4 separate regions of the Zea mays genome follow, and all the other regions are linked to region 2. Evidence: chromatin contacts called from public Hi-C data. All regions are on one chromosome and are shown on one strand. The core of a region is the stretch at or near the end of the contact, and the rest is flanking DNA. Distances in the headings are between cores, read along the strand shown.

The links. A called contact is a pair of places that touch in the nucleus more often than the background predicts.
Region 1: a Hi-C map of tassel shows a contact between it and region 2, with 2.0 times the contacts expected there. The contact joins the promoter of LOC103654672 here to the promoter of LOC100280151 in region 2. A contact is called at or near these places in 5 of 25 Hi-C or Micro-C datasets (bundle sheath, ear, endosperm and 2 more).
Region 3: a contact with region 2 is called in a Hi-C map of endosperm, with 3 times the contacts expected there. The contact joins the promoter of LOC103654660 here to the promoter of LOC100280151 in region 2. A contact is called at or near these places in 2 of 25 Hi-C or Micro-C datasets (ear and endosperm).
Region 4: a Hi-C map of leaf shows a contact between it and region 2, with 2.3 times the contacts expected there. The contact joins the promoter of LOC103654673 here to the promoter of LOC100280151 in region 2. A contact is called at or near these places in 3 of 25 Hi-C or Micro-C datasets (ear, leaf and tassel).

Annotation. Positions count from the first base shown.
Region 1 is chr4:225,768,834-225,771,533 of Zm-B73-REFERENCE-NAM-5.0, reverse strand. It overlaps LOC103654672 (probable protein phosphatase 2C 14), which reads right to left and starts at 1,449. Exons shown (of 5, transcript XM_008681516.4): 1 at 487-1,449. The coding sequence starts at 960.
Region 2 is chr4:225,228,498-225,231,197 of Zm-B73-REFERENCE-NAM-5.0, reverse strand. LOC100280151 reads left to right here and starts at 1,446. Exons shown (of 18, transcript NM_001320528.1): 1 at 1,446-1,772.
Region 3 is chr4:224,636,034-224,638,733 of Zm-B73-REFERENCE-NAM-5.0, reverse strand. It overlaps LOC103654660 (Disease resistance protein (TIR-NBS class)), which reads right to left and starts at 1,328. Exons shown (of 4, transcript XR_004857968.1): 1 at 1,149-1,328; 2 at 924-1,033; 3 at 1-369.
Region 4 is chr4:225,839,710-225,842,409 of Zm-B73-REFERENCE-NAM-5.0, reverse strand. It overlaps LOC103654673, which reads right to left and starts at 1,323. Exons shown (of 65, transcript XM_020552861.2): 1 at 1,000-1,323; 2 at 1-30. The coding sequence starts at 1,014.

The DNA of each region.
Region 1 (2,700 bases), core at 200-2,699, 540 kb before region 2:
GGATAAGGATGAGAATCATGTGGAGCCCCTCCAACCTCCATGAAGTATTCCAACTCAACACCAATTATTAGGTTTGAATAAGACTACCAAATAGGAATTATCAACATCCAATGGCAACCAGTGTCAAATATATATAGGATTTGAGTAAAAGTTCAATTCTTGAATAGTTTCATATTGTGTGCTCATGTTGCGATAAGAACATGCATAAGCTGTGGCCAAAGATAAAACAAACAATTCCCTGAGGCTTGCATTAAGATCAAATTACAGAAGAGTAAAATCTGAATCTGAACTTCTCCGTCGAATAAAAAATCTGGAACACAGGATATGTCAGGCAAACTAATCCGGAGTAAGAACAAGGTTGCTTAGATCTTGGGGAGATCTGATCAAGAACAGTGGGGAAAAGTACATCAAGAATCTCACAGCACAAGATGTGTGAGAAGTACAGACAAGAAAGCAGGGAAAAGATGGTTCTTTTTTCTCCTTTACCTCCCAGAAGATCATAGCATCCTGGTTGACGCCCTTCTTGCCCTGCAGCGTGTACAGTGACGCGACGGCGCAGGCGCCATTGCCAGCGATCCGGCCGGGGGTGGCCCTGAGCGCCGCTGCGAAACGCCGGGCGTCGGTTGGCTCAGGCCCCGCCCCAACCCCGCGAGGCAGCGGCGGGAGCGGCTGCCGCTGGGGCCGCGCCGTAGCCCATGTCATGCCTAACGCGCCGAGCAAGCCGAGGAGGCAGTCGAAGAAGTCCTCCATGCATCGTCCTCTACCGGCAGCGGGGCCGGCGCCTGTTCCAGCAGCTCCCGCTCCATCTCCTCCCGCCACTGCTGGACCCGCAGACCGGGTGCTGACCATGGCGACGCGCGCGGCGACGGCGAGCGCAACCAGGCGCTGGTGCTCCCCTCCGCTGCCGCTAGGCCGCCGACGGCTGGTGCCTGACCGGCGCCCGGCGGCGGCTTCCACCATGCACCCGCGGCCGATCCGCACCCGGCGCCGCGCGCCGCCGCCGCCCGCCGAGAAGCTCGCTCTCCGACGCCGGCGGCAGGAGAAGCAAGAAACGGAGGAGTGAGGCAGAGCGTACGGCCAAGGGACTCGGACACCAAGAGTGGAGAGGGAGAGAGTGGCTGCCGCTAATCAAGCGGGGATGGATGTAGTGTAAAAAGAGGAATGTTATATATGCCTGAAAAGGGCAGCAAGAACACGGGCACGGGGCGAGTCAAGCAGCGCAACCAAAACCCAACCCCTCTGTCTGTCTCTATCCATGGATTGGTATAGTATAGTACTAGTACAGAAGTGGTGGTTAGGAAACAAGAAACCTGCGTAATCCCATACTTAAAAAGGCTCTTAGCAACAACGAATCGATTGATTGATTAACCGGCTAATCTAGCCCAGAGGACGAGAGGAGAACGAGGCCGGCGGCGGTGCTTAATATTCGATCTCTCGCCGTTGGAGGGGAGGGGGAAGTGGTGGCCGATAGGGGGACGGGACATTAAAACGGCGAATAGAGAAGCACGAGAAAGAGACGCGAAGTTGACTAAACTTCGTGTCGTGTCGGACCCCAAACCAAACGATTTTTCTATGTTTTTCCTCTATTTTCCAGAGAGAAAACATAAGCCATCATGAATTAAACAGGCTGCTAAAGCGACAAGTTCACTTTCACATATAGTAACATCATTAATATGCCGTTTGGATACTTGGAATTAAATTACATTCTAATAATAATAATTTATACACATATCAATTAAACTGATACGGTTTTATGTAAAATATATTTATATACTACTATTTATAAATGTCAAATATGCTACATTTTTACTACAGAGAAGTTGGCTGAAGAGCATCCTATAAATTGTAGAGTAGAAATATATTCTACTGATACATTAAATCATTTTCCATACTCCACCTCGTAAAATTAAGCTAGGCTTATATCTAAACTTTAGAAAGTGATGAAATATCAAATTTCAAACCGAATAGATTATTTTATTAAGTAAACTAGGTGAGTGTCGTGCGTTGCAACGGGACCACTACATTGCAACATTTAAGTACAAGGATTTTCCACTTGCAACGGGGCCAGAAGCTCCAATGTCTAGGAACAATTCAGGAGAGGCAGAAATCAGAAAGTGTATCGAGTCCTTCGGAAGGGCAACAAATTATTGGTTAGGTTGCTTCTTGCCTGTGAAATTGATCGAAAAGCAAAGAAGGACATTGACTTGAGACAATAGGGAGGCGAGGCAGAGCGGCCTCGCGAACGTCTGCTTTAGAGCTCAGTGGACGTTCTTCTCGTGCCACAACTTCTTCCTCAGCTTGTCCACCTGTAAGACAAAATCGAAAACGCTGAACGTCCTCAACAGAAATGCAATAGGCTTACGACTAAACACCAGGTAGAACAATACACACACGTCTTGTTGCAGTGCAGTTTTCCCGTCCCTTCGAAAATGGTTTCTGTTCTTCATGCCTTGAAGTGTCGCATTTGCGGAGGACGCCTTCATGGACACTGGCGCTATCTTCGAGCTAGGTGGCCTCTTTTGCTCCTCCATGGCCATGGACAGAGGAAACAACACAAAAAAATTACTCACCCCAAACACATTCCTCTAATCTTCATAAGAACAGATAAGAGTACAATAAGACAAGCTCAAATAATAGTATAATATCAAGTATGCAATATATATTTGGTCTCAAAGTACAAGTTCAACCACCTTCTGCAAT
Region 2 (2,700 bases), core at 197-2,696:
CGAAATATATAGAATGGGAATCTCATTGAGTCGAATATAGCACATTGGAAGCGACGGGCCCACCAATCGAAGCTATAAGTCTATCGCTACATTGTATCCTATCTCTGCTCTATCTTTTCCTTGCGTACCCACGGCATTGACGTACCTATGATAAAACCGCCCATGGATTCTACGAAACCAAATCCCTCCGCCCATGGATTCTACGAAACCAAATCCCTCCCTTGCCTGTTTGATGAAGAGCCACCTAGCTTTTAAGAAACTGGTTTATAGAAATTAGAGTGGTTCCAAACACACAAGTTTATGCTTTAGTTTATAGAAAACCGAATTTTCAGCTACTTAAAAAATAATAAGCTGATATTCTCCGGCTAAAACCAGTTTTGTCTGTTTAAGTTACGTCATGTTATTTTTTTTATTTCACGGATCTGTACCATTTGCCTTTAGGCCATTCTCAGTGATCATTTTGTTACACTGTTTTGAAAGCTGCCATGTTAATATTTATCTTGGAAACATTGTATCCAGAGTTTAAACTTTCTCATCTCTTACGAAACTCTCTCACATCTCTCTTCGTTAAATTACATGCTATATTATCTTAATTAATTATGTGGCATGTTGTTTAACGAGAATAAAAATATCCAAGGAGAATAACCTTAGGAAAGGAACGGGAGGACACGTCAGTCTAGCCGAAGAATCGCAGGACGGGAAAGCAAAAATAGGCTGCTTTTACTCACACACAGTCACACTTCGCCTTGGCGGGTCTGGGCAACTGGCGTCGCGATCTTATACCACTTGTGCACCCGCAGCTCTCTCCTTCCATCCCCTCGCCCGCCGTCTCGTCACTCGCTACACCCCAAAAACCTCGCCGGCGGCCGGCGAGAGCCCCGTGCCAATATAACGACTGTTCCACGCTTCCGTCACCGCCGCGTCGGGGCCGGCGATCCAACACAGGTTAGCTCCTGCCCCCTTGATCCGATGTGCACGTTAGGTTTCGTGGCGGCCGGTGTGCCAGTGCCAGATCTGCGGACGTGTGTACGTACGGGTCGCGGCGCTGCATGGCTGTTCCTAGTCCAGCCGTCCGATCCGCGCGAGGCGCGCCATCACTTCCTGGCATCCGCGATGCGGCCGCAGAAGCGGAAGGCCTTTAACGGCCGCGAGGGGCGAATCGGGCAGGCGAATAAAAGGCACGCGCGAGGCGACAGGTAGTGGTGTCGCCCGCGGCCCGCCCCGTACTCAACCGCACGCGGTTCCAGCTTCTGCCTGTGTGGGCCCCGCCTCGGCGCGAGGTAAAAACACGTGCCGGGGCTGCCGCCTGGCCGTGGCATCGCCCTGGCTGGCGGTGAAACCCATCGCATTCGCATCGCACGCGCGGCGCGCCAGGGGAGATCATTCACAGGGGCAAGGCTACCACTGGAGGGGGCCTACGCAGCAGTGAGAGGCTTCTACAGCTCGTCGTACCCACTCCTCTTTTCTCACTCTACTACTAGACTGGTGTCTCTCTCACCCCAAGGAGAGTCGCAGCGACCCAGCCTTCTCCCTCCCTCTCTCTCCTCTCTCTCTCTTCTTGCGCCGCTTTTCCTTCGCTGCTCCGCGCGGCTCCGGCGGGCGGTGCGGGAGGAAGAGGAGGGGGCGGAGGGGCCGGAAGTTTTCCGGCCGAGGAGCCCAGCGGGAGGATCGAAGAGGAGGCACTGGTCCGGGGCTGTCCACTGCATCGGGTTCTTCGAAGTTGGGGGGACCACGGGACTCGAAGGGAGCGCCCGATCTGCTCCGCCGGCGAGGTGAGCTTCTGGAGGGGTATGTGGCTGTTCTGCGTTCGCGTTCCGCTCTCCTGCGTGCCGAAATGTGGGTCGTGTTGTGGAGAGCCTCGCGGGTAATTTCACCTGAGGAGCTCGCTCCTGTTTTTCCTTTTTTTCCTTCTCTCTCTCTCTGGGTCTTTGGATTCGTCCGGGAGGCGTTTTTGGGTGGGCGAATCGCTTTTTTTTTTGGTCCGCCTGGGGGTCTATTTTGGGATCGGTTTCCCAACACTCCGCAGAGGCGCGTGAGAACAGGGGAGGCGTCAGGTAAGGTTTAGAGACGTGCGAAGACTTTTGGGTTTCCGATCGAATGCAGCTCCGCCGTGCTGTTGTCTAGGCATTTCTTCTTCTTCTGATGAATCGCTCTTCTAGTTGCGTGAAAGAGTGTCGCCATGTCTATGTTGTTTGGATTTGGAGTACTGATGGTGCATGTGGCTGCCGCTTTTGACGTTTGAAGAGTTTAGTCTTAATAGAACATGGGCACTGTGTACTATTTACAATGATTTTTGTGTAAGTTTAGCTTGGGACAGGAGCCTTGGTTGTGCCATGCTTGTCACAGTTTATTTTTGAGCTTAATTTTGAATCCGGGACATTTATGCAAGCTGCATTACCCAAGATGATAGAGGGTCTGTGGCATGCCTCGTCAGGACAGCTTCTGATAATAAAATGAATAATCCTGCACCATTGCCCACAATCACAACAAAATCATGATGTTTCTGGTTTGCTTCCAAGTAGTATGTTACGGAAAACCACTACTATAAATATGTGACTTCCTGTTTTATTATTTACTCATTAATTTGTTCGAAATTAATGCAGATTGCACTAGTCCTTTGATTATGAACAAGATCTTCACATATTTTATCAGATTTAAGTGTATAGTTAGTAGAGTATTCACGTATCTTTTAAATGCTAA
Region 3 (2,700 bases), core at 79-2,578, 590 kb after region 2:
GCACAGGCTAATAGGAGGAGACACATCTGACGGCAAGACCCCAACGCTAGCTGATGGTAACTCCTCCTGTGGTGTGAAGGAATCACCAGAGAGTATATCACTGATTTTCAGCACAATACCATTGGAGGAGCAATTGTTCTCAGGGTCAGTGTGCTCTGGGACACGGGCAGACAGTGACCGTGGCGTGAAGAAAGGGGACTGGTTTGCTGAAACAAATGCTGATGAAGAGGACGACAGGTTCCTTGATGCTGCCGAGACCAGCACCTCGGCATCAGAGGTTTCATGTTGAAGCTTCATAAAACCATTTTTGAGCTCTGTCCACCCCTCAGAGTCGTTTGGAGTTCAACTCATCCACGTCGCAACCGTTATCTGCAGAAGTTGAACAGATGATTCCCTCAGTAACCTGAAAGTAATAGTGCACTGCACATTGAAGGTAGCCTTCTCTGAGAAGAATGCTGCTGATGAACAGGATATGGAGACGGTACAATACAACAGAGACGTCAAGCATTTCAGTGATCTTTGCGGTGGAGAAACAGACAAAGAAGTACGAGCAGCAAAAAGGACAGGCCAAAAGACAAGGCACTAGTACGTCATGACTACTGACCCAAACAGGAGTAAGTGAGATTCAACAGGCTAGCGGGGTATTAAATCGGCGATCCAGAAAAGGCAGACAAACAAACAAGAATGAATCAGCAGGAATGGCCCATCGAATACTTGGGAAAAATAAACAAAAAACAGTCGAAGAAATAGAGGAATGGGGGGGGGGGGGGGGGGGGGGGGGGGGGGGGAGTAAAGTGCAAAAAGGCTGCTGCTTTTGCTATGAGCTGTGCGCTTCGCTGCGACGGCAATGAATGCGAGAGAGCATGATAACAGCGGCGTCATTCGATGATACGGATAGATAACCAGAACCGAGGATGAAGAACCTGGAGCCGGAGCGGCGGCGGGGGGGGGGGGGGGGGGCTCGGTGACGAGTGGAAGGCCGGCGATGGCAGAAGCTGCGCCGTCGACGTCACCGAAGAAGAGAAGGAAACACCTAAAAGCAACCGGAAACACGGTGGGTTCGGATCAGCAGGGGAGGCAACAAGCAAAACAAGCAAGCCGAGGCGAGGGGGAGATGAGATTTGGATCTGGGTGCGAAGCGCACCAACCGAATCTGAGGAGCAGTACGACTGAGCGGCGACCCGGGGTCCGCCTCCGCGCGCGGATCTCGGCTGGACGGACGGACGGAGGCAGGCGAGGGGGCCGCCGCCGCTTTTGTGGATCCAGCGCAGGGAGAGGGGGAGAGCGGAAAAAGGTACGAGTGAACTGTAGCGGAAAGTGGGTGTGGGGTAGAGATGGCAATGGGTACCCACGACCCGATACACGATGGGTATTTACTCCATTAGGGTATGTATGTGGGCTAAATATTCTACCCGTGGGTCTGTTATTGGGCAAAAATCTTCACCCAATGGGTAAACGGGTATTAGAACGTTCTGCCTTCACCCATACCCGCTAACCCGTGGGTATAAAATACCCAATATAAACTTATCCGAATCATGAACTTGGACTTTAGTCATCTAACTTTTTTACTATTTAACAACAATTTAATGACCATGTAATGGAACATGTAATGTGCTATATAGTACTATCATAGTGTTACTACTTTATCCAATTATCTTTGGTGTGTTGAATGGATGGTTAAATGATGCTAGAAAATTTTGTAATGGTATTTATATGGATATACTTGACATTTGTATAGTATAATATTTTGATAGTTGTTTAATTTTTGTGGGTACGGATGACTCGATGGGTGACCCATACCCACATGGGTATGGGTATGGGGGTAAATCCATACCCGCCAGTGTATATGGGTAACCCGGTGGGGTTATTTTTGTGTTGTGGGTATGGGTATGTGGTACTAATACCCGGTGGGTATTTACCCATTGCCATCTCTAGTGTGGGGGATGAGATGCACCGCAGTTACAGTGGTTTTAGCGAGGGCAGGGTGGATTTAGAATGAGATTAGCGTGGTGCGTGAGATACCATTACCAAGCTGCTTCTCGGTCTTCGCCTGCGTGTTCCCATGTGTCGTGTGTGAGCGATTGATTAATTAATTCGTCGAAGCGGCTGCCGAGCCGGGGAGAGGATGAAGTGGGACTGTGGGAACAGCGGGCGCGGGCTCTAGCCGCACCTGAAGAAAATTTCTTATCTCTACTGTCTCTTAAGAATGCAGCGTAGACGTCTACAGGGTGATATTCTGCCCCCGACATCCTCCTCTTCGCTCTACTCCTTGAAGCCGTGATCGGAGCCGCCATCAACGCCCTCCACCCCCCCCCCCCCCCCCCCCCCCCGCTCAGGTCCCCCTCTGCGGCAGCGGCAGCCGGCATTCCCAGCCCCCAAAATCCTATTTCCCTCTCCCACACCACGCGTCGCGCCCGTCTGATTCCGCCCGCCAGCCACGCCCGCAGATCTCGCTTCGGCGCCCTGATTCCGTTGTATGCAAGGTCACAGCCCTGCCTTCCATCGTCGCCCCCATGCCACGCTCCCCTTCCATCCTCGCTCACTTCCAGCCGCCAACGGAGCCCCCCACGTACGTCTGGCAGAAACTGTAGAGACCGTCGAAGACGGGGCAGTCCTCGCCGATGTTGAAGCGCTTGAGCGCGCGGATCTGGTCCTGCTGCGTTTCGGGGGTGACGGACCAGAGGAAGGAGATGTAATCGT
Region 4 (2,700 bases), core at 74-2,573, 610 kb before region 2:
ACCCAAATATTTGCGTAGCAGATACAGCACCTGTAGAAAAAAGTTACAACTATGTCATGGCTCAGAACTTAACACAAATGATGAATGATGAAAGAGTCAAAAAAAGGAAAACAAAAAATAGAAATTCGATATGAAATTATAGATAGCGAAAGAGTGCATAACATGATTCACCATTTAAGTGGTACGTGTCTATTGCCATGAATGAGCAAAGTTGCTGTAAAACCTCATGAATTACTCACGACTCCACTATTTACCAGCATGATTGTTTCTTACATAATGACGCAAAAGAAAAGACACAATGAAATCCCAAGCAGTGCAGTAGGATGGCACAAAACATAGCTCTCACCATAATAGTGTGGATGCTCAAAACTGCATTCACTGGTGAGAATAAGATGCAATCACGAAAGAAGAATATCCAAATTTAAAGGGCAACAAGTGCATATTGTCGGGAGGTAACAGGGGCTAGGAGATTTCAATTTAAAAAGAAAGAAATGCCGCAGCTATGAACTTTCACATTGCTGCCAGATCACCATATGCAACCATCACAGACAATGTGTCATGAGCTACTTAAATGATCGTAGGCCAAATGAAATAAGGCATTTTGCTCAACCAAAGTAAACAGATTCCTCAATAGTTGGAATTCAGTCGAACTATAAAATTGTGAACAAACGTATACATAAGCACCAAAAGTCCACAACTTGCCCGTTTAGAGGCTCCTCCATAAATCAACATGCAATTCTTCCTCAAGGGAAGATCATAACGCAAACGACCAAGGGTCAATCATCAACGCACCGAATTCTAACCCTCCAAACTATCCCCAAATACGAACATGATCTGCACAGAGATTTGGTAACCCGGACAGAACAACGCCACGACTAAACCAACACATCGGTCCACTAGGCAATCACGCGGCCTTCCTCCATATCGCGCATCAAAAATGGTCACGATCAAAGGTGCTGAAGGAATGGGAAAACATGGAGGAAGGGTAAGAGATCATACGTGGCCCTCGAACATGGCGGATGTCGTGGGGATGGGCCCGTCAATGGGGTGGCAGTGCTCGACGCGCCCTAGGACGACGGCAGCGGCTGCGCAGTCGCGAATCCACTCCCTCCTTGCGCGCGGCGAATCTCCGTCATAGGCCTCCTGTGCCAAGAGGGAGTTAGGGTTTCCGCGGGGGTGGGAGCGGAGAGGCCGGGGCGGAGGTGGCGGAGGGGGCGAGGAAGACGACGAGGAGGTGGTCGAGAGGAGGGGAGGGGAGCACGGGACGGGATGTCGGGATGGGCCAGCACGAGGTGGTTTCCGGCGGTGTTGGCACTTGGCACTTGTGCGGTGTGGTTCTTTTTGGCTCGTTTCGGGTGGGGTCGCTGCGAGTACTCCGTACGTGCGCCACGCTACGGACGCACGCGTCCGGTCAACAGGCGGCAGGCGCCAGGCGGGGAGCTGTGCAAGAGAAGGCAAGGGCAAGTGGACAGGGTCTTAGGGGCATATTCGCGTGAAAATTCAGGAAAAAACTTATTTTACAAATAAAAAAATTGTAAAATAAGTTTTTTCTGAAATCACTAGCACGAGTTTGGAACGTCTCCTACTTCCCTCTTTCGGCTATTCAGCTTTCAGCCACGCGTTCCAGCATAGTGTCTCCTCCTTATCTCGATCGTGTTTATTCTTTTCATTAAAATTGTGTTTAAGTGAAGATTTGATTTGAATCTTGGTTATTAATTCTATATTCATATCGACCTAACCAACAGAACATATGTTGGTGGTAAGCATTTATCAAAGGTCCTCAAAACCAATTAATTTTAACCACTTTATGATTTGTTTTAGGAGCAACCAATTCATGTCTATCGAAGTCAGGTTAAAAGAAGAATAGAAGAAGCTTTGATTTAAACGTGCAGACGAAGCATGTTGTCGAGCTCGAAGCGAATGGCAAGAAAACGAATAAATGACTTGTCGACGTGTGCGCCACTCTTTCGGTAGAAAAGGACAATAATGGCCTTAATAGATTCTATAGTTGTTTATATAAGTTTAGAGGTCAGGGTTATAACTTCGTATAAAGTTGTACGTCAGAATATCCCTATAAATAGATGTACAATGCTCATATAAAGTGGCGTGCCGGAGAGATTCAGAGAACTCGCTTGTGCCACTTCGAACTACATAGCATTCGAAGCTTTAGAATATTTGGGCACTTCGTCATTTTTTGTACTCTTCGAAGGTACTCTTGTAATTATTTGTTTGTAATCAAGTAAAAGACAAATAATGAAGCAAACTTTTCGTGTAATGATGTAAAAATTCAGTCTATCATTATAAACTTATAAATTATCGTAACCTTCTCACTTTAATCTATTCTCTCTTTATTAAAGGAGAGAGTACCATGTTATTCTAATTGTGTTGCCTTATCTCGGTTCTTTTCATAAATTAAAATAGTTGGCCAACAACATGTCACACCCATTTCTGGTGGTAGAGCCGGATGCATAGCATATGTGTGCCAGGATCTATTTTCACACATATGTTGATGTCACAAGTGTAATATATCAAAAGAACAATGCATAAGAACGTAAATAAAGATTATATTAACATATTACACTTCGAGCAGACATAATGTCTTAACTTTTATTCATCAAAGTACAGCAAAACATGGACATCCATCCACAGGAAGATGACCGGGGGTATCACTAGACTGGCATCCATGGAGCTCAGCATCAT